Regions from separate parts of the Triticum aestivum genome. Here region 2 is linked to region 1. Evidence: chromatin contacts called from public HiCAR-type data. All regions are on one chromosome and are shown on one strand. Each heading gives the region's core, a stretch centred on a gene start, on an enhancer-like site or on the middle of the called end of the contact. The rest is flanking DNA. Distances are from core to core; before and after follow the strand shown. Region 1 holds the start of LOC123117493 (zinc finger protein ZAT7). Region 2 holds the start of LOC123117500 (zinc finger protein ZAT5).

Region 1 (5,609 bases), core at 788-3,287:
TACGACGGACATGCGAATCAGGCTTGCTTGCTCCCTTTCCATGCTTCCATTTGTGCTCTCACTTTATCTTATGGCTGTTTTTTCCTTTTTCCTACCTAATCTAATCACCCCCCCCCCCTCCCCGATTTTAACGGGGTGGGCCTGGGCCTTATTTTGTTCTAATAATTAAATCAAGCCACGTACGCGGGAGCACAGATGGACGCACGCCCAGGGCGCAGGCAAGTCTCGTCCCAGACATGGACCTCGTGCGTTCCACTCCACGGGCCCTCAGAGCATCCACAGTTGGGCGTCTCAAACCCGCCTTAAACATCCGGGCAGGCAGACCGATCACAAAAAATCGATTCAGTCGGGCGCCTCAAACGGGCTTTAAACGCCCAGGCTGACCGGCACCCCTCATATCCAGCCCAAATATGGGGCGGATATGGGGCGCCCGGGCGTGTCCGGACGTGTCCGCCACTTAGGACTAATGATGGTGTCCCATGCAGAATCGCTCAGAAACGCGGCGGTCCGGCGGACGTCACCTCCGCCACTGTTGTGCGAACGCCGCGTGGCGCCGCTCCGGCTAGTTGCCCGAGGTCAAATCCGGCTATTTAAGCCGACCGGCGTCCCCCAACCCTAGCCCATCCGCCTCCTTCCTCTCTGCACCGCAACCCGAGCCCATCCGTCTCCTCTCCCCCACTCTCCCACGCTCTCCGGCATCGCCATGGTCCGACAGAAAATCACCATGTACTCACTCTAGAGCGTCGGAGGCAGATCACGGAGGAGATCCAGGCGAGGCGCGCCGCCTGCATCGCTGTCGGGCTGACTTCGGACTCGCCGGAGCCGGAGGAGGAGGAGGAGCAACAGCCGGACGAGGAGGAGGGAGAGCAACTGCCAGAGCCGATGAAGGTGGTGGATTCGTAGGAGGACGAGGCGAAGCAGCCTGCTCGGGAGTCAGCATGGAGGAGGCGGAGGCTGAGTTCACGTCGCCCAAGACGCGAAGATGATGGAACTGCAGACCATCCCGGAGTCCATCCATGATGAGGCCTATGTGAATGTGGTGTGTTTGTGTCGAATATTTTGTACTAGTTGGGTTACGCTTGAACTTGGTGTTGTAGTGTGGGTAGGATACTTGTAGTGTCGGAGCCGGACACGTTGTACCCTTGGCCTCTTATATATGAGGAGGCACCCCACGTTGTAACCCATGATGACTAGATAGCGACAGGCTCGCAAGGGGTGCTGGCGGCTTGTGCCGGCGCCTGGGTGGCCGGTGTTGCGGTATCTCGGGGAGGAGCGTCCGTAGTCATTGCCCCGGGGAGTAGGCGAGTTCGCCGAACCTCGTTAACAAATCCCGGTGTCGTCATTGTCTGTGATTGCTTGTTCCTCGGATGATCGACCGCGTACCTCGGATTTATTCTAACAGAAGGCTAACCGGGAGTTTCTCCGTAAGGAGCGGGCGGTGTCCAATGCGCTCTTTGCTAAACTTGACGCAGAGATAGAGGAAGAGCCCGGGGCGGAGCAGCAGGAGGAGCCGGAGCTGCAGCTGCCGTCCATGTACCCGGAGCTGGGCATGGATATAGTCGACGTTTGTGACGAGAAGTAGCTAGGTAATCTACGTCGTAAGTAGGTTTTTGGTTTGCATGCTTCTGTATGGAATTAAGATTTAGTATAAGGTGTTCGGATGTAGTTGTGGTAATTTAAGAAGTGTCTGATCATTGCCACGGACGTGTCCAAACATGTCCGTAAACGTTTTAGGGGTCATATTTATCATATGTGGTTGTAGATGGTCTTGTGTCCACATGCACGTAACCGCGTGACGGGCTACCTGGGAGCAAGCTAAGCAATTACTCAAGCTGACGTGAGCAGAGGAGAAGGTTCTATCTTTCCAGACCTGCGCTATAGCCAGGTCGCCGCCGATCGCGACGGGCTCCAAGTCGTCGTCGAGCCAGACGGGGGTCCGTCCACAAGCGATGTACCTGGTAGCTACTAGTACCAGCCAGTCCCCACCGCTAGCACTATAAAAGGCTAACCCTGCACGATCCGAGCCACATCCACAGCCAATTCCGAGCTCTTCCGAGTGACTGCATCCATCTCTCGTCTCCCTCTCCCACTCCATCGTTCCGCAAAGAACTACGAACTCTTGTTGAGCAAATATCCGACTAGCCACGACATGGTTTCGTCAATGAAGCATCACAGAGATGAGGCCGGCGCTTCCTCGTCCCTCTCCCTCTCGCTGGCCCTCGGCGCCGTGGCCGACCGAAGCAAGAAGATGCGCCGCGGCGGCGTGGACGGCGAGTTCGTGTGCAAGACGTGCGGCCGCTCGTTTCCGTCATTCCAGGCTCTGGGCGGGCACCGGACAAGCCACCTGCGCGGCCGCCACGGGCTCGCGCTCGGCCTCGCTGCCGGGTCCGATAAGCCGGCGACCAAGAAGACCACGGACCAGAAGCAGGCGCACCAGTGCCACATCTGCGGGCTCGAGTTCGAGATGGGGCAGGCGCTTGGCGGCCACATGCGCCGGCACCGTGACGAGGCGGTCGCCACCACGGCGCAGGCACCCCCCGTTCTGCTCCAGCTCTTCGTCTAGCTAGCTCCATTGGTTTCTTTCTAGTCGTAGGTTTACTGGTTCACCTGTGTGCACGATTGGATTTGTACATTTGCTGCACACTAGTAAGTGTTGATCGCTGGTTCATTCGTCCATATTGACGAACACGTACATATTTCGGGACTTGTCCATTCGTTCACTTTGACGTACATGTACATATTTCCTGACTTGTTCATTCGTTCATTACAGAGACTATATATATGTTACGTTGATTCGTTTGTTATTTTGTTCCAACTGAGTCGCCTACGAGTCGAGTCGATCAACCCTGATAAATAACCCCGCGAGGACGAATTCCATGTGCAATACTTTCCTTTGAAAGAGGGTCTTTGACTCAGTCGTCGAACAACTCACATGCTACCATCTCCAACTGTCTGCACAGAAAAGCAAAATACACTTGGGCCTCCAAGTCATGAAGTAGTGGCAACAACATTTCATCAAATGTTTAGACTTTGGAATAACATGCAAACGTCCAAAAACTCTAATTATATATATTATAAACAAACAAATGTGACAATACACCATAACCCGCATAAATTTTGTATCCCCACCTAGATTTGGCCTTAAGTCGCGCGCTCAACACAACCAACCAGTTTTACGTCAAAAAAATTGGTAGAAGTATATACTTGTTCGTGGAGGGAGATGGAAAGCCACATAGACCATCGACCGGTGCGGCTTAGGAGCTGCACGTTTTGGTTGGACTTTCTTTCTTGTTTAAAAAAATATAAATGCATTTATAGGAATGACGCATCTATAGAAGAAATAATTGTGTATACATACACGAGTTATAACTATTCTAGAGTGCATAACCCCAAGTCATGCGGGGAAGGGAATCCGGCATGGATAAGGAAGGAATCGCGTGGAATCACCAGGGATGTATGCTAGCCCTCTCGATGTAACTAATGCTCGATGTGCTAGAAGTAATGACAGGTAACAATGCGTTGAATCATCAGCAGAAAAAGACACTAGTGTATACCACGAAGAGAACAAGAGTGAGCAGAGAGTAGGCGACAATTGCTCTTCGGGTGGGTACGTGATTTGAACCTAGGTTCCGATTATGGATAACTAACTGATTACGTATGTGGAACATGGAAAGGTTGTATGAAGTGCGCTAAGTTTGTTATGAGTTGGTAGGGGCGGACACGGGAAAGAAAATGACCTGAATGTGCTACCCAAATTATCCGTTCTAGCATTTCTGAGAGAGGGGGACAATAGAAAAAATGTATCACGCAAAAAAAACGATGTACACAGCCTCTTTCATAAATAAGGAAGGTCATCAATTAAAATTTAGGGACATTCTCATTCACTTTACCAAATACAAGTATTGCGAAAATAATAAGGAAATAGATCAATCAGAACAAGCAAGAGCCAACATCACTCCATATGTCACGGCAAGTTACCAAACTTTTTTCTCCGGTATACTAGGTTGAGTACATACCACTAGCATAGACACTAAACAAATCTGAAGGACTATCAAAGATCTTTTCATGGACGATAGAACGTTCTAGGCCCCTCCGGTCCACACTCTCATGCTTGTGCCACCCTCCAACTTTTGTTTTTGTAAAAAAAGTGCCACCCTCGAACTCAAGAGCCCGGACTATTTTATCCGTTCCGTTAATGGAGTAATTGTCGAATTCCATTACATTCATAGTAAAGAAGATTGTCACTGAAAATCAATCATAATGTTATCAAGTTCTCATTCGCTTCAGGAAATATTATGCCCAGTGAAGTGGCAGTGTCTCAGTCAGTGCAGACGGATAACTCCCATCAGAAAAAAAAGGTCGGTATCAACAGATCACCTAACCATTTTTCTTCCGTAAAAAGAGGTACTCCCTTTGATCTGAATTAACTATCACTGTATAGTGGTTGCGACAATTAATTCAGATCGGAGAGAGTACCAAACTTTTCTGTAGGAGATCAAAACGTACCAAACACTTTTTTCTTTCTGTGAATTCAAAAGGTACCAAACTTGTATACGAAGACCAGCGTGGCGGTCGTACGTGGCGTGACCTTAAAACGTGTGGCGTAGAAAAATCTGAATGATGTTGTACGATCCAAATATCCTTTCGGACTCTAGAACGTTCTAGACCCTTCCGGTGTCACACTCACGCGCCGTCCAACTCCAGAGCCAAGCAGAGGCGCGCCGCGACGCGCCTTGTGGCGTGACAGGTGACGCCACTCGGCACCACACGTTCCCCTCCGGTCGGCCCGCGCTACGTACGACCACAAATATCCCATCGAGCTCGATCCCATCCGTCACGTCTCGAAGGTCGCGGTGGCATCCAGCGATTGGTCCACACAAGCACAAACGTAAGCTCCGCCCGCAGCAACACGCACTCCACTCCACCACCTACTGCGCACACGACCTATATATAACTGCTTCCCACAGACCATCAACACAAAAGAGCATCCATCGAAATCCACACGCGGCTCCAGCAGATCATTTACACGAGCAGCAAATCCATCCATGGGGGCGGGAATGAGGCGCGCGAGGGAGAAGGAGGTATTGTTGCTCGCGCTTTCGCTGAGCACGGACTCCTCGACGTCGTCTTCCACGACGTCGGCCGACTCGGCCAGTGCGCCGGCCATGAAAAGGACGCGGCGGGGAAGAGTGGTGGCGACGTCGGGAGAAGGGGAGTTCGTGTGCAGGACGTGCGGCCGCGCCTTCACGACGTTCCAGGCGCTCGGGGGCCACCGGACCAGCCACCTCCGGGGGCGCCACGGGCTGGAGCTCGGCGTCGGTGTCGCCAGGGCCATCAAGAAGCGGTAGCGGCAGGAGGACAAGCAGCAGCACGATTGCAACATCTGTGGGCTGGGCTTCGAGACGGGGCAGGCGCTCGGCGGCCACATGCGTCGGCTCCGCGAGGATATGGCGCTCAGCGGCGCCATCCACCGGTGGGTCGCTCTGTCGGATCAGGAGGCGACGCACCAGGCCGCCTTCGACCGGCCGCCGGTCTTGCTCCAGCTATTCGTGTAGACTCTTTAGAATCAGATAGGATCAGTGTTCGATCTTGTACAGACTGCATTTTTG
Region 2 (5,609 bases), core at 1,306-3,805, 110 kb after region 1:
AGGAAATGATGATCAACAATACGCAAAATCATCGGCGGGGAAGCTAGAGTGTATCCAACAAAGAGAAAATGAGTGAGCAAAGAATATGTGATGGGGGGGAGGGGGGGGGCGTGAAAGCTAGGCTTCGACTATGGATAACTAAATGATTATGTATGTACAAATTGGAAAAGTTGTACGAAGCTTTAAGTTTGTCGCCAATTGGTAGTTGCAGACCATTTGACACATCAAAAAATAGGGAATGGTGATGACAACAATCCTGGCGATCGCCCGCAGCCCCTGATCTGCACCTATCAACCTGTTTTGTTGCCTCCTCCTAGGACTCCGTAGCTCGTTGTCAGACGCTGCAGCGTCCCCATATCCGACGAGGTCCTAACTCGACCTTGCCATGGTCGACGCTTGTCATGTTGCCTCCAGCTTGCGCCTCTGGCAAAGTAAAAAAAATGACTACGCCAATAATTTTGCAGGTACCTAATATCTAGCAAACATGCATAAAAAAGACGTAAAAGTCCTCTTTCACAATAAGAATGTCATCAATGGAAGTTCAATTACATTCTCATTCCCTTTAACAAATACTATTGTGAAAATATCACTGCAAGTGAAGCTTGACCGTAGCGTCACGGTTCTCTCAATAGATTTGTCGTAACTCCCTTTAGAAAAAAGATCGATCAGAACAATAGTTGGCATCACTCTATATGTCACGACAGATGACCTAACCTTTTTTTTCTTTCTGTATCTATACCCATGTATAGTGTCACAATAACTTTGAATATCGGTCGTTGGGTATGCTCGATCGAATGGTTGAAAGACGGCAAATCCAAACAAATATCATCCGTTGTATAAATTTTTCATCTCAGAAGATTCTGCTACGTAGCCTTTTAATTGAATCCCTACTATTATCTCATACTCCCTTCGTCCAGAAATACTTGTTGGAGAAACATCCATTTCTCTGAGAAGCATTTTCAGACGGAAGGAGTATTATTCTAGAAGTATCTTTTTCCTATGCCAAGAATCTGATTTGTCAATAAAAAAGGCCAATAGAACAATCGAGATTCTATAGAGTGGAGCCTGACTAGTATGATTTGTCAAAAAGAAAATAAATGTCGAGAATGCATTTCCCTTGCTATTATACATTTCCTGACGTGCAAAACACGTTACATATGTGTTAGAGCACACACCAAAGAAGTCTGAAGTCAGAAAGATTTGACGCAACAGGAAATCTTTCCACATACGTACTCCTTCCGCTATTGAATCCGTGTAATAGTTATGGTCAAAGTCAAATTTTATAAATTTTAACAAAATTTATAAACAAAAATATTAACATATACAATAACAAATCAATACCATTAGATTTATTATTAAATATACTTATCGAAAAATGCTTTCATCCCGCTTTATATATAAAGCAATGATCAACCACAGCCCAAGTACAAACGCTTCCCACGACAACACACGCACACACCCAAGGCGAGATACATAGGCGCTGAGCGCAATAACAGCATCCCTAACACTACAAAATCAATCGGGGTCCTCCACCGTGAACATGCCACCGTGAAGAGATGAAGTTGCATATCACGGACCGTGTGCTCCAAGGTTCCGACGCTAACGTGTTGCCACCGCCCGACCCGAGAATCATAGTTTTCCCTGGAGCAACACGATGATCGATGAGAGTCGGGACGACGCCTTCAAGAAGGGAACGCGCTACGCTGCCGCCGTCTGTCCGAAAATAGATCATGTTTTCACCCCGGCCAACACTCACCGTCACCGAATGACACACCCAGCTACCATGCCGCCCACACGGCGATGGTCACCGGACAGCACCAAGCCACGGGTTCTGCCCATGAGCACCGCGCTACCACCACCAGGGCCGCCGCCCCGGCATCCAAGACCTTGACACCATCTCACCCGAGTCCCGTCGCTACCCCAACCACAGAGACGACTGGAAAGGCCTCGCCTTTCACACCCCTGGGTAGCCCCCAGCGCCGAGACCCGATAGACCGGACAAACTTTATAGATTTCACATCATATAGATTTGTCATGGTAATTTTTTTTATAAACTAGGTCAAACTTTATGAAGTAATCTCAGTCAAACCTAGAGTAAATAAAAACGAAAGAAGTATAATAGCACGTTCCAGACCCTTCCAGTCCGCACGCTCACGCCGGCGCCGCCGTCCAACTCTAGAGTTTGGATTAAATTAATGGATCAATCGCCGATTCCGGCCACCGCCCTCGTGGCCAAGCAGCGGCGCGGCGCCACGCGCCTTGTGGCGTGACAGGTGACGCCACTCAGCACCACACGTTCGCCGCCGGTCGACCGCGCTACGTACGACGGAAAATATCCAATCGAGCTATCTGCAAAACTGATATAATATCGGAGCTCGATCATATCCGTCACGTCAAGAACGTCGCGGTGGCTTCCGACGATTCGTCCGCAGGCGCCAGACGCCGGCCGGCCCGCACCAACTTGGCTCACACGTAAGCTCCCCCGGCAGCAACACGCACGCCACCGTCTCCTACCCACACAACCTATATATCACAAGCTATATATAACAGCGGCCGCCCATGAGAGCATCCATCCATTCTTCCTACTTGTACCAAGTTCTCACTTTTCACAGACCAACAGCACAACAGAGCATCGACCGAATTCCACGCGCGAGATTATTCAGATAAGCAGCGAATCCATGGGAGTGGGCATGAAGCGCGCGAGGGAGGAGGAGCGGGTTGTGTCGCTGGCGCTGTCGCTCAGCACAGACTCCTCGGCGACGTCCACCACGACGTCGGACAGCTCGACCGGTGCGCCGGCGATGGTCCCCAGGAAGAGGGCGCGGCGGGGGAGAGCTGTGGCCACGTCCGGGGAGGGGGAGTTTGTGTGCAAGACTTGCGGGCGTGCCTTCGAGACGTTCCAGGCGCTGGGCGGGCACCGGACCAGCCACCTCCGCGGCCGCCATGGGCTGGAGCTCGGCGTCGGCGTCGCCAGGGCCATCAAGCAGCGGAAGCGGCAGGAGGACAAGCAGCACGACTGCCACATCTGCGGGCTGGGCTTCGAGACGGGCCAGGCGCTGGGCGGGCACATGCGGCGGCACCGCGAGGAGATGTCACTCAGCGGCGCCATGGACCGGTGGGTCGCGCTGTCGGATCAAGAGGCTGGGCACCAGCACGCCGCCGTGGACCGGCCGCCAGTCTTGCTCGAGCTTTTTGTCTAGTTAGCTAGCTGGATCTTTGTGCAGCTCTGCTTGTTAGTAGTTCAGGACTTATTTCGCAGAAAAAAAAATCATGACTTGTACATATCTTCAGAATGAGATTGGCTCATCGCTCGAGCGGTTCGTTTTCTTAACAGATACTGTACATAGCTAAGACAAATTCTTTTGTTGTAAATGTGATTGACAGAATCTTGTTCTCACACTGCTGTTCACCCCATTTTGTATTTTATTTTTGCGGGGCCATTTTGTATATGATCACAAGTCCAATTCGGAGCCTAAGTTTGTAAAATTTTGCAATATAAAGCTACCTTCACAACTTCGTCGAAACGTTAACAGTATAGTGGTGTCCGAAATATCAAGTGGTTTGAGATCTAGAAACCGCGATCCACTACCTGTGTTTTTATTTGTGTTCCGCCTGTTCGGAAACAGCTACCATAAGTCTACATCCCGACAGAGTGACCCATCGAGAGATATGAGCACACTATTGACAAATGTCGACATTTGTGCAAGTGGAGAAGGAAATGAGAATCGAGAAGATGCTATAAATATCTACTATGCTATAGTCACTTCTGAATATCGATTCATGTTTATCTAATACTCACCACACCCAAAAGCAGACATAGCTAAACGTAAGGCATGACGGTGGGTGCTTTGAAGATTAAGCAACTCTAACCGATCACAATACTTAACACCTAATAATTGACCAGTTTTGGGGGGTCTTGCAAAAATAATTAGACTATTGGGCGACCTTGTTTTAGTAGATCCTCAATAGACTCAACTCTCAAGAGAGTTACTTGTTGCTATTTCTCAACACTTCTGTGCATAAACCTCATTTCATCTTCGTTTTCAGATCATATTGATCTTAGCTTGTATGCTTCAACCAGACAAGAATAAGCAACATTTGAAATCCGTACTTTTGAAATTGGCACAAAACTTTATAACATTCCTACCCATTGCGAGGATTCACACATGTCCACGATGAGAAACAAGTATGTGTCTTTTGTTGCTCTTCTCCTTATCCTTTGGTGGCGAGTTGAGGAGAAACGAACAAGCCTCACATAACTTTATAACATTCATACCCATTGCGAGGGATTCACACACATGTACAGGATGAGAAACAAGTATGTGTCTTTTGTTGCTCTTCTCCTTATCCTTTGCTGGTGAGTTGGGGAAAAAGAACAAGCCTCACATAACTTTATAACATTTCTACTCATTGCGAGGGATTCACACATGTCCAGGATGAGAAACAAGTATGTGTCTTTTGTTGCTCTTCTCCTTATCCTTTGTTGGCGAGTTGGGGAAAAAACGAACAAGCCTCACATAACTTTATAACATTCCTACCCATTGCGAGGGATTCACACACATGTCCAGGATGAGAAACAAGTATGTGTCTTTTGTTGCTCTTCTCCTTATCGTTTGGTGGCGAGTTGGGGGAAAACGAACGAGCCTCACATAAGTTTATAACATTCCTAACCATTGCGAGGGATTCACACATGTCTAGGATGAGAAACAAGTATGTGTGTTTTGCTGCTCTTCTCCTTATCCTTTGGTGGTGAGTTGGGGGAAAACGAACAAGCCTCCTCAACTGGCATAGGGAATGCAAAAAAAAAAAAACTCAACGCCCCTTTCGTTGGACACCTTTCGCGTGTTAGATGCACCAGGGGTCGGAGCAGTGCGGTGGCTCCTCCCCAAAGTGCGAAAAACAACCATGGAGGGAGTCATGTCCACGCCAGAGGCAATCTTGTTGGAGCTCACATTGGCTGAGCTTGGGTCACATTGGGACCAGCCAACACACATAGAGGCGGCAGATGATGGGTTGACATGGAGCAATCATAGTGGCGCCGGTGGTGACGCGGGCGGTTGTTGGTTGCCTAGGTGTTTACGCTTTATTTTGTTGGAGAGTTCAAGTTTTGGGAGCTAGAAGAACGATTTTAGGGAGCTCCCAAAACCCTTTTGAGGTTAAACACTTGGAACAATACTGGAACGGTTTAATATTTTTTGACATTAGTACCTCGCTTTATTAAGTTGACAAGAGATTACAATCTGACTGGATAACCCTAGTCAGGAATCCAGGAAGTACATCAAAGCAAGTAAATGTAGAAATGCTAAGAGCTTCTCGTGCGCATAGGTGCGCCGCACAATTTGCTTCTCGTCGAATCCATAGAAGCTTGAAACCCTGGAAAGTATCGGCTAAATTGTTCATCTCTCTCAACATATGTGCACCATTTACCCTTATAGTACCGGGTTTGTGCCATAGATCAACTAGATCAGAGCAATCCATCTGCATAATTACATGACTTTCTCCTCTTCTGCTCGCTCGCTGCTTCATGGCCCTCGCGGCAACCGGCAAGCATATACTCCCTCTGTACCGAAATACTTGTCGCTCGAGTAGCTGAACTGGGAGTAGTTCGC

What was found. HiCAR-type assays count read pairs that join an accessible place to other places.
Region 2: a HiCAR-type map of leaf shows a contact between it and region 1, with 5 times the contacts expected there. The contact joins the promoter of LOC123117500 here to the promoter of LOC123117493 in region 1. A contact is called at or near these places in 1 of 5 Hi-C or Micro-C datasets (leaf) and 1 of 1 datasets of contacts at active chromatin or transcription factors (leaf).

What each region holds. Positions count from the first base shown.
Region 1 is chr5B:660,375,726-660,381,334 of IWGSC CS RefSeq v2.1, forward strand. It overlaps LOC123117493 (zinc finger protein ZAT7), which reads left to right and starts at 2,038. Exons shown (of 1, transcript XM_044538237.1): 1 at 2,038-2,804. The coding sequence starts at 2,150. The coding sequence ends at 2,563. It also overlaps the pseudogene LOC123117494.
Region 2 is chr5B:660,482,165-660,487,773 of IWGSC CS RefSeq v2.1, forward strand. LOC123117500 (zinc finger protein ZAT5) reads left to right here and starts at 2,556. Exons shown (of 1, transcript XM_044538241.1): 1 at 2,556-3,410. The coding sequence starts at 2,679. The coding sequence ends at 3,200.